Regions from separate parts of the Sus scrofa genome. Here region 2 is linked to region 1. A link is a contact called in public Hi-C data. All regions are on one chromosome and are shown on one strand. The core of a region is the stretch at or near the end of the contact, and the rest is flanking DNA. Distances in the headings are between cores, read along the strand shown. Region 1 holds the start of HES7 (transcription factor HES-7). Region 2 holds the start of BORCS6 (BLOC-1-related complex subunit 6).

Region 1 (2,700 bases), core at 29-2,528:
CGTTATGTGTAATTTAAGCTGCAGGGCAACCTTCCCTGTAGTGATTAACTTGTCACAGAACACAAAGCTTCTTCCCCATTACCTGATCGCCCAGAGTCAACTAGTCCTTCACTGTCGTGACCTTTGTCCTCCATCCCGACCCTTACAACAGCCTGATGTTACTTTCTGCTTTCTCATTGTCTGTCTCCCCTCCCCCACTATAATGTGTCAGGAGAGCCCAGATCCAAGGTACCCTCAATGCCTATCAACATTTGGTGCACAAGAGGCCCTCCACTGACAGCGGCTGCGCGCACGTTCAGATGCCCAGACCGCTGTAGGGTTTCCTTCTGGGGCCACTGCTTGGCTTAGAGTTGAGAAGTGAGCCTTCCCAGGGGCTGACACAGTCCCCAGACGAAAACGAAAGACCTCGAGCCTTGCGCAAATGAAGCAGGAAGATGAAGCCCAGATGAAGCTGGAAGAGACAGGAGACGGGATCCCGAGACACAGACCCGAGGTAAGTTCCAGAGAGAGGGACCGAGACACCCAGATCTAGACTCAGCGACCGAGAACGCGGGCTCGCAGCAGCCGGAGACTGTGCCCGAAGGAGGGGCGCGGAGGGAGGTGGAGCCGCCCGGAAGATCGCGGAAAACCGGGGCCGCGAGCCCTGGAGCCCGGGCCGCCCCTCCTCTGCTCACAAGTGGCCGCGGCAGCTGGCGGGAGCCCGGCCACCCGCCGCCCCGACGCGTGCGGGATCAAAGAGGCCGGGAAGGGGCGGGGGGAGGTGGCAGGAACCTGGAGGTGTGAGCGAGCTTCCCAGGGGGTGGCCGGAGCGTGGGAGCGCAGAGGGCCAGGAGGCGACAGAGTCCCAGGGAAAAGATCCCAGAGACCGAGACGCGGACTGAGAGAGACACGCAGAGGCCGGAGATGCAGAAGCCACTGAAGACCCCGACAGACCAGCAGCAGACTTTGCTAAGACACCTGGAAAGAATATGAAAGATACAGAGACAGACGCCGAAAGGAACGCGGAGACGTAGGTGGCGGGACAAAAGCTGAGACCGTGGACTTAGAAAAAGAAAGCGGCTTTCAGAAAACTGGAAGTAAGAGAGAGCGAGGAAGAGAAAAGGAAAGAAGAGCGAGGGCCTTAGAGTTTGCGGGGTGGGCGAACCTCGCCCCTCCCCCGCAGGGAGCTGAGTGGACCCCCGGGGCAGGGATCCCGGCGCCAGGTCCTTTCTCAGGGTCACGCCTGCGGAGGTGCGGGCGAGGGGCGGAGGGAGGGGTGTGGACAGCCGGACCCCTAGGCCGGGAGGATGGGAGTGTGAACACGTTCAGAAACAGGGTCTCGATTCGGGGCCTCAAACTGCCATAGAGTAAAAACCTTAAGGATTAATTTAATATTTGGTAGAAAACTTAAACAGGATTAATATTTGGTAGAAACCTTAAACAAAGATGCTTCTCAGGTACATCAGAGAACCACCTTGGGAGGACAGACGAAAAAAAGGAGAAAAGAGAAACTCTGCATTGGCCGGGAATCGAACCCGGGCCTCCCGCGTGGCAGGCGAGAATGCTACCACTGAACCACCAATGCAGGCGGTGTGGTGTTTCATCAGATCCTATCTCAGCTCACATGGAGTTGAGCCGACCTTGGCCCGGAAAACGGTGTAGTCAGGGATTCAGCAAAGACTCTCGATAGTTGACGTGGGTGGAGCCCAGGCCATCCTTCTTCCCGCCTGGATCCGGTCACTCGGCCATAAAGTCACCCCATATGGCCAGGGGCGGCCCCACACCCGGGTGCGAACTGCCCGGGCCCCCGAGCCTCGCGTGCAGGTGAGAAAAACTCAGCCCGAGCCCAGGTTCCCAAGGAGGGGGGCAGCGGGGGACTTCTGGGGCCACACATCTGCGCTTCCATTTGGCTCAGGTAGGGGGAGGTGTGATGTGCTGGGCTCCCTGGTTCCAAATGGGAGCGCCCTCCCCAAGGTCTGGGTCCATCCGGCTGGGATTTTGGCAAGGCAGGCTCCGTGAAAAAACAAGCTGTGGTCGGGCACTGAACCCCATCCATCCCTGACTCCGAAGCTATCTACAACCCTGTCTTACTGTGTCCTTGTCCCTGGAATTCTTGTTGTCCCATTTAATCATCGGTTTTATCTTCTCAAGCACTTTGTCCTGAAGTTTCCAAGATGTGCACGCATCATTTTGCTGAGGGTCATGCTCTTAGTATGAGGTGGGTGTTGATTCCTTTTTTTGGGTTTCCTTTCTTGTCTTTTTAAGAAAACTGTCTGCTCCTTGCTCCCCTGTAATCACGTGGGGTCTCCAGGAGCAAGCAACCAGAGCACACTTGTGTCAGGTGTCCTGGCAGCCATACGCCTGAATCTCCTGTAATTACTTTTGAAGCAAATATTTCTATCTGGAAAGATCTCTCCGCCTCCGAACTGTGCTTGAAATCCCTGGAGGCTCTCCCGCAGCCACCTCCAGCCCAGTCCAGCCATTCTCAGGATGACCCTTTCTCTGAGGACCTATTCACTGTGCTTTTAAAATAGCTGCTTGATAACACATTGCCTTTTCCACTATCCTGCAGGGATAAGCTGGGCCTCAGGTCCATATCCCAGTATGAACCGTGCAGCCAAGACCAGGACCCAGTGGGCACAAAGAGCGCAGATGTTGGGCAAGTTGAATAGAAGTGACTTAGACAGAACAGCTTCTCTTCTACCTCCAAAGTCCCAGTTG
Region 2 (2,700 bases), core at 61-2,560, 67 kb before region 1:
CCAATGAGATGTGGAGGGAGATTAACTGGGGCTCTTGGGAAAGTTGCATCCTTCTTCTGCGAGGTCTAATGGAAGCTAGTCCTTTCTTCCCTTCTGGAAAGTGGGGGAGTGTATCAGCTAGGATTTCTGGTTGCATGCAACAGAAAACAATTCAAGTTCATTTAAGCACAAATAGACCTTATTTTCAGCATGCTGGGTAATTCACAGAATCTCTAGGAGAACTAGGCTTGGGTTTTACACAGCCAGGAAGCATTCCACTGCAGAAGTGGTCCAGTAGACGGTGGTGGGAGCCTAAACCATGTGCCAGGGAAGCTGGGAAAGGGACTGCTTGGTATTCCAGCTTTTGTAGTGAAGATGGGCTCTGCCTGATGAGGTGGAAGAGTCCTCAAACCCTGGGATTCAGATACCCTGGGAGGGGCCAAAAGAATGACTCTGGATCCTGGTTACAGACTGAATGTTTTGGGCTTTCTAAAATTCATGTTGAACCCTTACCCCACAATGTGATGGTATTTGGAGGTGGGAACTTTGGAGGTAATTAGGTTTAGGTCATGAGATTGGGGACCTCATGATGGGATAGGTGTCCTTATAAGAAGAGGCCAGAGGTGTTCCCTGGTGGTTCAGCAGGTTAAGGATTGAGTGCTGTTACTGCTCTGAGTCAGGCCACTGCTGTGGTGTAGGTTCCCTGGCCTGAGAAGTGATGCAAACACATCTTGAATGAGTTCAGGCCAAAAAGGAGAAATTAATGGCTTGGGGTCATTTACTTAATAAATATTTATTGAGCACCTACTATATGCTAGGCACTGTCCTAAGCACTGGGGCTACAAATGAGAACAAAAGAGACAAAAAGCCTTACCCTCTTGGAACTTACATGAGTAAGTAAGCAAATATATTGTATTCCAGATGGTGATAAGTGCTAGGAAGAAAAGGCAGGGAAGGAAGATGAATTGCTGGAGAAAGTGGTTGCAATTTTAAACACTGTAAGGAAGGCCTCACTGAAAAGATAGCATTCGAATAAGGACCCGAAGGAGAGAAGGAAAGGAGGAATATCCAAGATGAAAATTTTTCTTGGTTGATAGACCTAGCCTCAAAAAAAGGGTGGTTGGGGTGGGGGTAGTTGCAAGAGCAAGTCTAAATCCCTGAGACGTCAGCATGTCTGTCTTCTCAGGAAGAGTGAGGAGGCCAGTGTGGCTCCAGCAGGAGCAGTAGGGGAAGACATGAGATCAGAATGGTACCAGGACTCTGACCTTCAGGCTCATTCGTTTATTGAATGTTTTACCTAGTGGTGAAATCACACACCATCCTCCAAGAGGAAACTCTCAAACCTGGAAGGGGCGGGAAGACAGAGTGGCAAATGAGAAGAGAAGCGCTTAAGCCCGCTTCTCTGCCCACTGTGAGCCGCTCTGGGCAGTTCATTTCCTAGAACCATGGAACGAACCATTCATGTTCTGTTGAGAATTCTGGTTTTATCCTTTCTGATCAACTAGGCGCGGTTCAATCCCGACTGTCCAAGCAGGATATACTACTTCCATCCCAAAAACCTCTCTTAGGAACCCTGATTCCTGTCCTCACCAGATGTGTTTGTTAAGCGGCAATTGTGGGCCTGGCAACTGTGGGCGGAAAAAGCCAGAGCCCCGCCCCCGGTGGACTCTAACGTTTCAGGATCTTCATCTTTAAGATCTGCCCCCTCAACTTTTTGAAAGGGCTGGGCGAAGAGCGCAGCTGTCACCTCCTACTCTCCACCCCGCGGGCTCTCACGTGCGTTCGATTGCTCAATAACAGCGCTCCTTCTGGGACTTCCTGGTCGCCGCGCCCAATCAGAGTGTTGTTTCCGTCCTGACCATTGTCAGCCGGTGGCCAATCGGCGCGCCTCTACAACGCCCCTTAAAGGAGCCGCCAAGGCCTTCCCAGCCGGGGCGAACCAATTCCTCGGTTCCTGCCCCCAACTGCGGTATGGAGTCGCCTCGGGGGCGGCCTGGGCCCGAGGCGGACCTTCTGGCTCTAGGAGAACAGCAAGCCGCGATCTTCGGCGGCGGCCCGGGCCGAACGCCCTCTGAGCCGCCCGCAGGCCTCCGGCTGTCCGGAGAGGAAGAGGCCGAGAACGTTGAGGGCACGAGCCGCCACCCCAGGGCGTCCCCAAAGCCTTCGGGCTGCAGCTTCGTCCACCGGCCGGAACGGGAGCCTCGGGAGGATGAGCTGGGCCGGCGAGGGACCCCTTCTGGGGCAGAGAGCTGCCTGGGGGCGCCGGGTCCCGAGCATGATCCGCATGGGTCCTTGCGGCTCAAGAACCCTGAGCCGCCAGAGGACAAGCCTGCATCTGAGAGGGTCTGCCGTCGGGGGAGCCCTGGAGGCGGCGGGATGGATGTTGAGCAGGAGAAGGAAGACGATGAGGAGGAGGCGGCAGCCGGCAGGACTGGCCGTTCGTTCTCCAGCCGCCTTCAGGACAGCCGCAGCCTGGACGGGCTGAGCGGGGCGTGCGGAGGCTCCGGGTCCGCAGGGGGTGCCGAGTATGGCCCGGGCGGCGGGCGGCGCGCCACCATCTCCAGCCCCCTGGAGCTCGAGGGCACGGTGAGCCGCCATGGCGACCTCACCCACTTTGTCGCCAACAATCTGCAACTGAAGATCCGTCTGAGCGGCGCCCCTCAACCCCCGCCCCCTGCCCCTGCGCGGCCCTGTTCAGCTCCGACACCCACTCCGGCCATC

Evidence for each region. Hi-C and Micro-C count contacts between places; a contact is called where the count stands out from the background.
Region 2: a Hi-C map of retroperitoneal adipose tissue shows a contact between it and region 1, with 2.4 times the contacts expected there. The contact joins the promoter of BORCS6 here to the promoter of HES7 in region 1. A contact is called at or near these places in 1 of 5 promoter capture datasets (liver), 22 of 47 Hi-C or Micro-C datasets (adipose tissue, alveolar macrophages, brain and 12 more) and 2 of 2 datasets of contacts at active chromatin or transcription factors (alveolar macrophages and skeletal muscle).

The regions. Positions count from the first base shown.
Region 1 is chr12:53,337,914-53,340,613 of Sscrofa11.1, reverse strand. It overlaps HES7 (transcription factor HES-7), which reads left to right and starts at 1,278. Exons shown (of 6, transcript XM_021067858.1): 1 at 1,278-1,803; 2 at 2,131-2,197; 3 at 2,552-2,700. TRNAG-GCC (a tRNA gene) reads right to left here and starts at 1,564; the gene lies at 1,494-1,564.
Region 2 is chr12:53,405,362-53,408,061 of Sscrofa11.1, reverse strand. It overlaps BORCS6 (BLOC-1-related complex subunit 6), which reads left to right and starts at 1,310. Exons shown (of 3, transcript XM_021067862.1): 1 at 1,310-2,700. The coding sequence starts at 1,951.